4 separate regions of the Mus musculus genome follow, and all the other regions are linked to region 2. Evidence: chromatin contacts called from public HiChIP or PLAC-seq and promoter capture Hi-C data. All regions are on one chromosome and are shown on one strand. Each heading gives the region's core, a stretch centred on a gene start, on an enhancer-like site or on the middle of the called end of the contact. The rest is flanking DNA. Distances are from core to core; before and after follow the strand shown.

The links. Promoter capture Hi-C pulls out the DNA fragments that hold promoters and counts their contacts. HiChIP or PLAC-seq counts read pairs in DNA pulled down with a chosen protein or histone mark.
Region 1: a contact with region 2 is called in an H3K27ac HiChIP or PLAC-seq map of regulatory T cells, with 79 times the contacts expected there. The contact joins the promoter of Tmem192 here to the promoter of Nat2 in region 2. A contact is called at or near these places in 1 of 39 promoter capture datasets (pre-B cells), 3 of 115 datasets of contacts at active chromatin or transcription factors (astrocytes, memory CD8 T cells and regulatory T cells) and 1 of 9 other capture datasets (liver).
Region 3: a contact with region 2 is called in a promoter capture Hi-C map of pre-B cells, with 4 times the contacts expected there. The contact joins the promoter of Klhl2 here to the promoter of Nat2 in region 2. A contact is called at or near these places in 3 of 39 promoter capture datasets (cranial neural crest, liver and pre-B cells).
Region 4: a contact with region 2 is called in an H3K27ac HiChIP or PLAC-seq map of bone marrow-derived dendritic cells, with 7 times the contacts expected there. The contact joins the promoter of Msmo1 here to the promoter of Nat2 in region 2. A contact is called at or near these places in 1 of 39 promoter capture datasets (pre-B cells), 1 of 484 Hi-C or Micro-C datasets (CD4 T cells) and 1 of 115 datasets of contacts at active chromatin or transcription factors (bone marrow-derived dendritic cells).

What each region holds. Positions count from the first base shown.
Region 1 is chr8:64,945,518-64,948,775 of GRCm38.p6, forward strand. It overlaps Tmem192 (transmembrane protein 192), which reads left to right and starts at 1,668. Exons shown (of 6, transcript NM_028427.3): 1 at 1,668-1,816. The coding sequence starts at 1,790.
Region 2 is chr8:67,493,221-67,496,238 of GRCm38.p6, forward strand. Nat2 (N-acetyltransferase 2 (arylamine N-acetyltransferase)) reads left to right here and starts at 1,655. Exons shown (of 2, transcript NM_001168577.1): 1 at 1,655-1,682.
Region 3 is chr8:64,848,437-64,851,869 of GRCm38.p6, forward strand. Klhl2 (kelch-like 2, Mayven) reads right to left here and starts at 1,488. Exons shown (of 15, transcript NM_178633.3): 1 at 1,197-1,488. The coding sequence starts at 1,222.
Region 4 is chr8:64,731,804-64,734,980 of GRCm38.p6, forward strand. It overlaps Msmo1 (methylsterol monoxygenase 1), which reads right to left and starts at 1,775. Exons shown (of 6, transcript NM_025436.3): 1 at 1,705-1,775.

The DNA of each region.
Region 1 (3,258 bases), core at 418-2,917, 2.5 Mb before region 2:
GTGGGAGGGGGCAAGAGAAGGCAACGGGCGCTGTATATAACTAAAATACCTTATACACACACGTATGAGAATGCCATAATGAAACCTGTTATTACATATAATTAACAGACGCCAGTAAATGCTCATTTAAAAGAGTAAAGGCCAGTTAAAAGTGTGCAGTACATAAGGAAATGTCCTTTGAGGATTTCAGGGCTGTTCCTTCCCAGGGTCTGTGGAGAAGCTGGTTGTAGAGAGGAAGGAGCCAACATGATTCAGCTAGCTGTTCCAGGACACGAGGACAGGCATTCTTTCCAATGGACAAGTCTAGTCACTGTCCTTGGGGCCCAGTCTGCTCGGCGTTGATGACATCTTTGCCTTCCAATTCCTCTTCAACCACAGACCTTGAGGACTCTTCCTCAAATCTCTCTTCATTCTTCATGAGATATCTCGTGTAACCCAGGCTTGCCTCTAACGCACTATAAAGCAAAGCCTGGCTTTGATATCACGATTCTCTTGTCTCCTCTAAGACCTGGGACTACAGGTGTGTGCCACCACACCCACTTCCCCAGTTGGATTCTGTGTGTGTGTGTGTGTGTGTGTGTGTGTGTGTGTGTGTGTGTTTAAAACTTGGCCTGCAGAGATGGCTCAGTGCTTAAATGCACTAACCACTCTTCCAAAAAAAACCTGGGTTTGATTCCCAGAACCACTGTCTAACTCCAGTGTCTCATCTGGCCTCCCTGGGCAATAGGCACACACACAGTGCATAGCCACACATGCAAATAAAACACTGAAATGCATAAAATAAAAGCATTTTAAAAATACTTTGTATATAAAACAAAACAACTCATCCGTTGCGATGATGCACACTAGCGATGCCAGATTTCACTGTGTGAAGGCAAGTGGATCAGGAACTGAAGGCCCGTTTCAGTGCACATCAATTTCTAGGTCAGTGTGAGCTACTTGAGACTTTGTTTTAATTTTTACAAAAATGAGGACTGGGCAATGAATGGCTTTTGCTGTCAAGTCCAGGATTCACATAGTGGAAGAACTGACTTAATCTTGGGTCAAGTGTGGCGGCTCATCCGAGCATTCCACTAGGCAACAAAGACAGGCGAATCTCCGAGGGTTCAGTCTGGTCTACATAGTGAGTTCCGGAACACGTAGCGCTATGTAGAGAAACCCTGTCTCATAAAAACAAAACTGAAACCAAAAATAATCAAAGGACAGAAAAAGAAGAGATGGGGAAGGGGAAAACAGAAACAGAATACCTTAAAAAAAAAAAAAAACTACAGAAATTTCCTGTGGAGACATCTGTAAATCGTGTTATAGAAATTGGAATCTATTCTAATTAAGTCCCTCTACAGGTGGAATTGCGATTTTTACTGCGTCTTTTTCCAAACAGAGCTATCTATATTGTTGCAAACAAAAATTGCGCCAACAGAAATAAGTTAATATTCTAAAGAGAAGTAGTTTACTTGGTTTAAATGGTTGCTCGAGAAATTCATCCTTTAATTTCCAAATCTCTGATAAATGGATGAAGCAACAGTTTAGGGGAAACCCCAAAACAACCGCCTGGGCTACACTGCAGCTCAAAGCTGGAGTCTGCAGGGGGGGCCACGCCCCTGGCTGCTGATCGGCTGATCTAGGTGGAGGGGCGTGGCCTTCGGCGGCCGGGGCGGGGCGAGCGCAGAGTGGGTGTGTCCGAGGCGGGGCGCGCAGGTCCTAGTAGGTGCGACTGTCCCGGGCCGTCGGCGCCCGGGCGCTGGTGGAGAGGTCAGGCTGGCGGGGCATCGGCCCGCGACGGCGGGTCATGGCGGCGGCCGGCCGGCTGGAGGACGTGAGTGAGGCGCCGAGCCCTGTCCCCGCCATTCGGCTTCCTGTGCTGGGCTCAGGGGGCGGAGACTGCGGGCTAGGAGCTAACCAGAGCCGCAGCGGCTCGACCATCGGGGACGCAGGGTGCGGGGTGACGCGACGGGCGGGGACCGCGGACCCCGGGAACGTCTTCCTGAACGATCGGAGGGACACGGCAGGGTGGGCGTGCGGGACCCTTCACTCGGCGGCTCACGTGCAGTGCGCGTCTTTGGTTCCGGAAATGGGAGCTTCACGTGATGCGAGCTGGCTTGATCTGTCCTTCCTGGGAGAGACTGACAGGCGGGCTTGCAAGCCCGGGTGACCCGGCTTCTGTGGGCCCTCCTGCGTTGGTCGGAGAGCACCCGGAACTTGGAGTGACTCTAACCTCCAGCATCCCTCGGGCGGACTTGTAGCTCTCATCTCCCGGAAACGCAGATTGGCGCATAACAGTTATCATGTGCTGTTTTGAATGTAGGCATGATAGGAACAGTGCTTGGTTGCTTTAAAAAAAAAAAGTATTCGGTTGCCCAGTTCATGATGTAGCCATTATAGAATAATACAGTTGCAAAAATCTTGAGTTTGCAAGCTCATTAAGACACTGATTTATTTGAAATTGGGTGTGGGGCGGGGGAAACACTTTGGGAGGAAACATGCGTTTGTTTCCAGAACAAACTGTTTTGTCCAGTGGCATAATACAATTCCTGCCCTTGAGAAATGCAAGGCTGACATTATCTTAGCACAGTGACCTGAGCTAATAACTAATAAAAACATTATCATGGTCTTAGTATAAAAGTACATCAAAATAATAATAATAATAATGATAATAATAATAATAATTAATAATAGCAAGGTTCCAGAACTGTAAGGGCTTAGATTCTTGTGTGTTTGGGTCCTGCAGTCATTTATTTATTTATTTGTTTATTTAAGACTTGCTATGTAGCCCTAGCTGGCCTGGTACTCATTATATAGCCTAACCTGGCCTCAGATTTGCCTATCTTCCCTGACTCAACCCATTTTAATGCTAGGATGATGTAGCTAGTTACATTTTCTTGATGAAATATGTTTCTAACAGCAGGACTAATCTAGTTATTTTTCAACTGAGAAAATGGGAAAGCAACTACTACTTGGAAACTTAATACTTAGGCCTCTCATGGAGGGCAGTCTTGTAGCTGCCCTAACCAGACTAATCCTGGCACTATGTCATGCCATATGGCCACCTCTACCTCTCTGCTCAGCTCTGGTCCTGTTTACCCCCTTGTCTGCTGGCTGAATCCCTCACCTCTGATTTCTTCTCCCAGAATCCCTTTCTCTCCTGGAAAAGCCACCCTCCACTTCCTGCCTAGCTCTTGTCTCTCCTCTCCTTATTACAGCCAATCAGATACGATTCTAGATCAGATGGGGAGAATGAATATTTACAAAATAGAAACC
Region 2 (3,018 bases), core at 405-2,904:
GCCACAATACTTGAAGCAGCCTTCTCTCCATAGCTACGGGTACTGCTGGACAGGTTCCTTATCATCGGAGAGTCCGGAGCTATCAGGATTCCCAGGGCCAGTTACCATCAAGGGAAGTGTTGGCTTTTGCACAGTTGCTGTCACACAACCCGATCCCCAGCCCCTACCTACATTCCTGCTTGGGAGTCAGAGATCCTGGCTGCAGGCTCTTGCTATGAACTTCCCCCATCCTCACAAGGGATAAAAGGAGGCTCCCTCTTCTGGCCCATCCTCTTAGTCTCTTCAGAGACTCCACCAAACTGTCTGTCCATTGAGCTGAGCCCGAACAATTCTTGGAGCCCTGTCTTACTGTTGTCTCTGTGTCTATATGCCAATGCTGTTAATAACTTTTTCAATAAACCCATTATTGCCCAGTAATCCAGCCCAGAGACCTCTTGAATACCCTTCTCCATGCAGATTCCAATGCCAGGCCTCTAGTTTGCACTGCATAGCCAGTATTCCTCTCAGTCCTCGTCTGGTAGTGATCATATTAAGGTAAACGGAAAAGCAAGAGCTGAGATATTACCAAAGCTATAGGTTACATTGCCACAGTGATGCTTGCTTTATCTTGTGTTTGTGGAAATGGGCTCGTGTAGCCCAAGCTGGCGTTGAACTTGCTGTGTAGCCCAAGATGACCTTGAGTTCTTGATGGTCTCCCTTCACTTCTCAAGTGCTAGGATTGTGGGTATCAGCCACAGGGTAGCTGTTTTGTTGTTGTTGTTGTTGTTGATTGGGCTTTGGTTGTAGGAATGTAAGAGTTTGGAAGTTCTAGTTTAGGTATAAAACTATACAAGCAGATTGCCAACCAGTGGTTGTTGTTAACAAAGGAAGCAAAATCCCTCAGAACCATGCAGAGAGGTATTGCTGTGCATGCGTCACAGTGACCCAACTGAGCAGATAGAAACTGGGGATATAGTTCTATAACTCACTTCTCCTCACCTGAGCCACACCCGACTACATGCCACCAAGCATAAATTTAGGAATCTATTTTGACAACCCAGAATATAAGAACAGTGTGTGCCAAGGAGTCTTTAAATTATAGTGTACAGGGAAATAGCTAAGAAACAGCAAGCATTATCTACAAGAATCATTAGTATAAATCGAAAACAGAAATACATAGGACAGTTGTCGTTTTTTTGCAACCCATATCCGGACACACGTCATACACATTCCACAGTGTCTTTGGATAGAGCAGTAAAAGGACCTGAAGATGAGAAATGAAAAAGAAATAAGGGGGAAAACAAAACTTAGTGGAAGGAAAGGCATACATTAGGAATGTGGGTGACATGTGGTAACCGCTTCCTCCTCTACGTCCTTGATCTGCTTTGCAAGAGCCTATTTCAAGCTCTGACCTCTCACAGGCTCCCAGAGATCATAAACTCTGTGAAATGCAAACCTATCACGAGAAATGCAAAAATATCATGATATCTCACGCAAAGAACGGACTAGAGAAAGAGTTCACCAGGGTTAAGTGAAGCCCTACAACTACATTTCCCAGAGATCCTTGAGATGGTTTAAAAAAAAACTAAGCATAAGGGGCGGAGCAACTTGAACAGCCAATAAGAGCTCTTCCTTTGCAGACCAGGGAACTGAAACTCACTCAGCTTACTTCCTGGTCCGCCCGGTTGCAGTCCTGGTAGCGGGTAAGTGGGGGCTCCCTAATAGATTTGGAAATCAGGATTTCTTCCTCTTCCAGAAGGAAGACCGGGAGAGAACAGCACAACACAGTCCTGACTTTCCAGGCCCAAGTTCTTTTAGAAAGTTTGGGTGGCACATACTTCGAAGCCAAGCTAGGAATACTTTGCAGTACACAGGTGATTCTGACAAATGTTTTGTTTAAGTAGGTGACAGGCAGCCACATTCTATTAGATTTGAAGAGCCATTTAGTTCCTTTTATGCTGTTTCCTTATCAGTCACAAATGAACTAGTAATGGTGTTTACTTAAAGGGTTTCTGAGCGTTCAGGAGGTGCGTTAACAGCATAGGAAACCAATCCCTCCAATTTGTTCCCTCTGGGACTCTTTAACAATGTCATTCACTGCATTTCCAGAGGAACTCTTGGAAGTACTTTTGTCATGCTTGAAGAAGGGTAAGTGTGTAGGGTCTTAAGGAACACCAGAAAATCGACTACTTCCTGTGACTTAAGACTGAGACGTTACCTTGGAACACAGTCGACAGGTTTACTCAACAGTGTGGTGCCAGCTCATGCCAAAAGTCCTCGGAGCTAACGCCCCGTGACCCATGGACCCTGATATCATGAACTCTATTCTGTACTTTGGGCATAATGTCAACTACATTGCTTGGCTCTTTTCTGTTAACAGTTCTGCTCTTTCTCCAGCTCCGGTTTGACTGCCTCAGACTCAAAGCAACTGACTCCACCCCGACTTTAAAAAACAAAAAACAAAAACAGACAAATGCCAACTCTGATTTTATTATATTTTATTTTTTTAAGCTTCCTGCTAAAGACTAACTGTATGGTTTTACCATTTTTATCCATGGCGCGTATTTCTCTTGCCCTTTGCTAACCCTATTAGATTGTTTGCCTAGTAGCATCCCCTGCCTCTGCCTGGCTGTTGGAGGCCTTTACTCGCAGCCTTGGATGCCATGTAGGTTTTCTGTAACCGAAGTGCAGCTTGTTAGTGCTCTTTGCATATGGCCAAGCCAACAAGTCTAGTGTCTTCCACCCAGTTAATCAAAAAGATGGCTTAGGGTTGTCAACAGAGTTGGATTCTGTGGGCTTCAGGAAGAGAAATGAAAGAGAAAAGAAAAGGAATTAAGGGAGAAAATAGTACACATACAAAATTACAAGCAGTCCATTAGCTCTCATTACAACTTCACTGAATATCAGCAGTAATCCATGCAATAAATATATCGGCCCCTAATGGTGAATCCTCCTTCTAGTCTGACTACTGTCAGAAACCTATCATAGCTTTCTCCATCCGGATTGATCTTCTCTATTTTTTTTTCCTATGTTGGCTTC
Region 3 (3,433 bases), core at 238-2,737, 2.6 Mb before region 2:
ACCTGTTCCACTCAAGCTCAAAACACTGCACATACAGAAACTGTGGATCTATCATCCCATGTGATCTCATAAAAGGACTCAAAATACAAAATACAAAAAGAACAAGAAAAAGAAATGTTCAGCCCAAACCAAATATCCTTATTTTAGCTGGAATCCTGCCAAATAGGCACAAGAGGCTGGTGACGACAACGGTGATAGAAGGAAACTGGCTAGCCGAATCTCATTGAAAACCGATAAGGTTCCATGAATCAGATCGAATGAAAAGGTTCACCCTTTTTGGAGAGAGGTTTGTCTGCGGTTTGAAAGTCAGATCCAAAGGACTCTGTACTCCTTCATAAAGGTTAAACTGATGAAGGTGGCGTGGGGTGGGAGTGGGGGTGGGGAGGACGAAACGTTCAAACTCCCGAAGATTTACAGGCCACTTTTTCAAAAAACAAAAATCCTTGTACAGAATAACATCTTCCACATGATTTTTTTCTTTAAAGCTCTTATTTCTAGAAAGTAATTTTGTTGCAGGTGATCTTGAATGCACTTGGGCACCAAGGAAAAAAGACACCTGTGCCTAACAGGTCGGTAACACTACCAACGTGCCCCGGGTACCAAGGGAACGAGAGATGCTCTGATTTCTGGATAAAAGATTTTCTGCAGTGCCAGGTAGGAGATCACATGCCCTAAAACGGCCGCAGCTCATTTGGAGTGATGTAAAAGCTCCTTGGATATTAATTTTATTAGAAATTCCAAGAAGCAAGCAACCTCAGATTGCATTCATTTTAGACTCCAGGCGTCTGGTACTTTCCAGTTTCCTCTCGCTCCCTACTAGCAAGGGGTAGGCGAGATGGGCAGCAGCAGCCCATGCATTCCGGGGAGGGGGGAGGTGGGGTACCGACAGGGCGATCGTAGCCCACCACCACCACCACCACCACTCCCCGCGCGCGCACACCCCGCCAAGCCCCACGCACAGCTCCATCCCGAACGTTCAATTCGCCCCGGGACTAAGAAGCCCCTACCCACGGCCGGCCGGCCTGGCAGAGTCCGGTCCCGCGGTCGCCCCCCGGACTGCGGGCGCCGCGCCCCGTCACGCCCCGCGCCTCCCCTCGCCCGCCACCCCCCGCGATCGCGGCGTGTCCTCCGCAGCGCCGCGCGCCCTCCGCAACCGTACAGCCCTCCGCCGCGCGCCCGGGCGCCCGCTCACTCACGCGGGAGGCAGTGGCGGCGTCTCCATTGTGGCTCCTCGCGGGCTTCAGAACGCAGGCAGCGACCGCCGCCGCCAGCACCATACCAGCCGCGGACGCCGGCACTGTCCGCCCGCCCAGCCCCGTTCCATCCGCCCCGAGGGGGCGCAGCGCTCCTCACCGCGCGCCACCACCTGCGGCGGCGGCCCCCGCGGCCATGGCCCGTCGGCCCCGCGCGCTCGTGTGCCTGGCGCGGCTCCCGCGCTCCCCCGAGTGCCGGGCGGCGACGGCGGCGGCGGCGGCGGCGGGACAGGCGAGCGGGCGAGCGTGCTGCTCGGCCACTTCCGGGTTCTCCCGGCCGGCGCCGGCGCCGTGACGGGCGGGCGCTGCGGCCTCCCGCGGCGGAGGGACCCCTCCCTCGGCGCCGCCCCTTCCTCCGCGGCGTCTGGAGGAGGAGGCGGCGGGCGGACGGGCGAGCGCGCGCCCGCGGGGGAGGGAGTAGACCCGGGGCCGAGGCTGGGAGCTCGGAGGCGGGGAGGGCTCGCGCGGAAGGGGTGCTCTCCGGTGCACCGCTTGCTCTGATTCACCGGTGTGTTCACATCCTTGTCTTGGCGTCCGAGTGCCTCCCCCACCCCCGTGGGGATGCGGGGGAGGGCAGACCATTCACTGCCTTTCCGAAGGGGGAAACCGAGGCAAGACGAGATAGATCGGCCTGACCAGTGTCCCAAGCCCGAAGCTAGCGGGCGTCTTTCCTGGGTGTTCCTAATCTGGTCCTTGGACAACTGAGTTGAGCACCTGCTAGGCTGAGCTTGGGGACGTGACTGAGCAAACGTGGGTCGTTTAGCTTAGCTAGCTGCCCATCTGGACGTGATAAGAGAAACAATGAGCCCAGGATGTCCACTGGGAAGAAGAAGAAACGGCGGTGAGATAGGGCGTGCTGTTTGATGAGGAACGGTCCGGAAGGCCTCTTGGGGTATCAGTTAAACAAAGATGAATTAACATGAACCTTGAACCACTCAAGGGGTGGGTGAATGTCCAGGGCTAAGGCAAAATCAGTGAAGATCCCTGTCAGCAAGATGCCTGTCACATTGAGAAAAGGCAGGAGGGTTCCGAATTCTCCACCAATGCCTGCTAGCGGAAGAAACACCTGGGAACTTAGAGATGGGAATTCTTCAGTTCCACTCCAAACTTACTGTCTAGGCACCCTCGGGGTAGAGCCAGGATTCCAGGCTTGAAGGAAGGCAAGGTCTGAGACTCTCTACTTACTGTAACTGAGGCAGTACTAGACCATTACTGGCCAAATGGTTACCGTTAGTTGTATAAGTGATACACTCGCGGAGGGAAGGGAGCAGGCAAGTTTAGTCTAGCCAAAATACAAAAGAAAGATGGCTGAACTGGAGTCAGAGGGATTGAAAGAAGTGGTCAGATTCTAGATGATAAAGTGCTCAGTAAGAATTCCGATGGATTAGGCTTCAGGAGAAGTAGCGTCCGGAGTGAACTTAAATTTGGAAGTTGACCCATGTAGATCGTATGTACAGTCACAAGACTAGTTGAAATAAGCTCTGTAATGTAGCTACAGAAAAGACCAAGACATGATCCCTGGGCCACTCCAGCATCACACGAACGGAGTGCTTGCCTGAGGGAGCACAAGGCTCCATCCCTAGCACTGCCAATAAGTACTTAAATAAAATAATTGCAAAAGTGTTGGTGTGTGCTTATAATCCCCGCACTCAGGAGGCCAAGAAAGGGTGCTCAGTGGTGACTTGTTTTAATAAAGAAAATATGCCTTGCCGTGATTAATATCTCTGCATCGTTAGGCCATTACTGATTTGCCATGCGGAGGGCCTGCATGATGACTTCCTTATGGCTCAGACAGATCCATCACTAATAATACTTCCTTAGGATTCGTGATGGATCTGTCTGAGCCATAAGAAAAGTTCCTGCTTTATAAAGCAAAAGTCGGATGAGAAAGTGGATGTGAAGCACATACAAGCTCACTAGCAAAAGGTAAGCCTGGTACAGAATGAGTTCGAAAACTATGCCTTAGCAACCTAGTTGGACTCTGTCTCATAACAAGTTGAAATAAATTAAAGAGGGGGCTATGGCTCAGTGATAGTGCCTGGCAAATACATAGCTCTGGATTCAATCGCAGCATTGAAAAGCAATAATAATAATAATAATAATAATAATAATAATTTCTAAAGGGTGTGTCAGTGTGCGAGGCACATACTTTGAGTCATAGCCCCCATTAGATCTTCCTC
Region 4 (3,177 bases), core at 525-3,024, 2.8 Mb before region 2:
TCCAGGACAGCCAAGGCTATACAGAGAAACCCTGTCTCAAAAAAAAAAAAGACAATAATATTAATAATAATACTATAATAATAATTTGTCAGGAAACCTCAATAAATATCATGTTAAGCACTGAACATAAGACCTGGCACACAGCATCTAAAATAAGCTAACAATTATTGAGCACCTTCTGCATACCCAGTATATGCTGTCATTTTAAGCTAAACCCTTGCCTCGCTGTGAAATAGAGGAACTTCTATGATCCTTGGTTTTCAAATGATGAGCTGAGGCTTAGGATAAATGAATAACAGTACAAAGTTGCACGGATGGGGAGTGGAGGAGTACAGCTTACCCAGGCCCCCTGAAAAGGCTGCTCACACTGGCGGTATGTTCTCACTCCCCATCGTTTTCTATTTCTATCCGTATGCTCAACTTACTCTTAAAAAAAATTTCACAAAGTGCCCCAGGTCTGTCTGTCTCTCTCTCTCTCTCCTCTCTCTCCTCTCTCTCTCTCTCTCTCTCTCTCTCTCTCTCTCTCTCTCTCTCTCTCTCTCTCTCTCTCTCTGCCTGTCTCTCTGTGTCTCAAGATCTGTGTCTTAAGTTGGGCTTAAAACTATGAAACTAAGGACGACCTTGAACTCCTGATACCCTGCTGAGATTACCAGTGTTCGCCCACACACTCAGCAACCATCAAGATTTGACATTTCTCCATTTGACATTTTTCCTAGTCTCATGGAATGCTGGTTGATACCCATCATCTGTAACTCTTATCCTGATTTAGATTCTGATTACCCAAAAGGCTGCTGGCCTGGATCAAACTTGAATGCATCCTACAGTGCCTCAGGTGCCCATCGCAAACACGCTTTAATGCCTAACTTGAGAAACTTCATCACCTCCAAAAGAGCTGTTCTAGTCTCTAACTCGGCATCCTCGACTAAGTCTCCCAACTTCCACACAATGCTGAGACAGCGTTCAGTTACCTCAAGTTCACGCTCCGTAATGAGGAGAGGAAAACAGGGCATGTAGTTTTAAACAAAGTGTCAGATAAAGTGATCAGACAGGAGAGGGGAAAGCAGGCTTTGCTGAAATGAATATCCTGCCTTTTCAGTTTTGAGCAGCCTGCTTGCCTGGAAATTCGATCTGAATCAGGTAGACTAGATCCTCGGATTTCAAAAAATAAAAAGGATGAAAAAAAAAATGTATTCGTAGGATAACTTAACTCCTGGCTGACGATCCCAGCCCCTCTTTCGGCACTGCAGCTTAGAGAAGCCTTAGGCACAGGGTCAGGATCCATTTAAACATAAGTTTAAACCTTCATGGTTCAAGCGCGGGTAATTCTCCTAATGTGAAGCCCAGACCTCTCGTCCATGCACCCCTCTCTCACATGGAGCCACATCCTACAATACCTCTGGGACAGCTTCCTAGATCCACAAACACAGAACACACCCTACTCCCCCACTTGGTGATGGTGTTTTTGTAAAAAGTTTTTAAGACTCAAGTCAATGAACCAGACTCCAGGTGATTGCAAACTCTTTAAAGGGCAGGAAGTGTTGTCATTCCAGTTGCATCACTTGAGAACCTAGGCTCCTTGCCTGGAGTCTCGCACAGCCCACCCAGGTTCTTCCCACCGCATCCTTACCGGCCTCAGCCGGACACCACCCTGCTGGTCCCCGTCTCAGTCGCCCTCCACCCGGATCAGGCTAGAGAGCGCCTTACCTGGCGTCCCCGCGACAGACAGCGGTCTAAGCGCAAGTCCTGGCAGGTGCAGCGGCCTCCTCACTACCTCTGCCGGCTCAGGGGCAGGGCCCGGAGGCCGGGCCCCGGCTCGCCTGTCGTAATTGGTCCGCCCCACTCCCGCCCTGCCTTCGCCGTGCAGTGATTGGTCCGTGCTAAGGCCCGGCAGCGTGTGACTCAAGTCAACGAAGCCCTAGCGGCGCCAGTCATTGGCTGCGCGGATGGAGTGAGAATAGTGAGACCCGCGCGGCCAGCCAGTCGTCCGCGCGGCAGCGCAGCTGGAGGCGGGGCGCCGCGCGAGCGCGTGACGGCGTGACGGGGCGGGGCAGCCGCGCGGACCCGGCGTCGCCTTGGCAACCAAGCGGTGGGTTCCTAGGCGCCCAGTGCTGTGGGTGCGCTGGGTTGTAGCATCTTGCTACTCACATTGGCTTGGCTTCATCCAGAACCCGGGGAAAAAAGTGGTATATATGTTTTAAAGACTGATTTGAGTTTTTGGTCTTGCTTTCCTGTAGTTTATTCTGGATTTCGATCTTTCTTTTTTTTTTGAAAATGACACTTATTTCTTATTATTTATACTAGTATGAATACTACATTTATTTTCACTTTAAACTGGTCCACATATCATATAGTTTAGTTATAATAGTTTGAATTCCATTATAAATAATTAATTTTTACATACTAAATTTATTCTTCAAATTTATTAATGTATCCTTTTTCTTACACTCACAGAGCCAGAGACACAGAAAGCTAGAGAGACAGAGAGATAGACAGATAGGTATGATGGGGCTTGAGGGAGTTATAGTTGGGGAATGAGGGGAAAATATGGTCAAGATAAACTGTATAGATGGATGACATTTTCAAATAATATAAAATAATAAAAACAAAATCAGTGATGTAAGTTGGATTTTTTTTAGGCTACCCTGGAGTTTTTAAAAAAATCACTTTCTAATATTTATTGTAATCAGATTAATAAAACTAGGAATTAAATTTTCATGTTAATAATATTTTTGAGACATAAATATGAAAATGATATTAAGGTAACCTGACAATTTATATGTAATGGACAATTTTGTGTATTAGATTTCGATCTTCCTTAAGACAGGTCTCGAGTTATAGTCTGGCCTTTGAGCTGGATACGTAACCTAAGGACGGCCTTGACCTCTAGTCCTCAGGCCTTGGATCATCCATCTTGCCCCCCACGTACTTTAATAAGTGAAGCTTTTTTCAAAGTTCTATTCTTTTTATCTCATTTAGTGTCTGTCTGTGAGTGTGTGTTCACAAGGGGAGTTTGTGCTTCCTTCTGCTTTGTGCTGCTGAGGGTTAACCTCATACGCTCAGGCTTGTGCTGACTGAGCCTGGCAACTATCTTTTAATAAATCTCTGCACATGGACCATAGGGTACTAGTGCAATATAGATCCTGCAATAGCTGAGGGATGCCAGCATTTCCCGTGTTG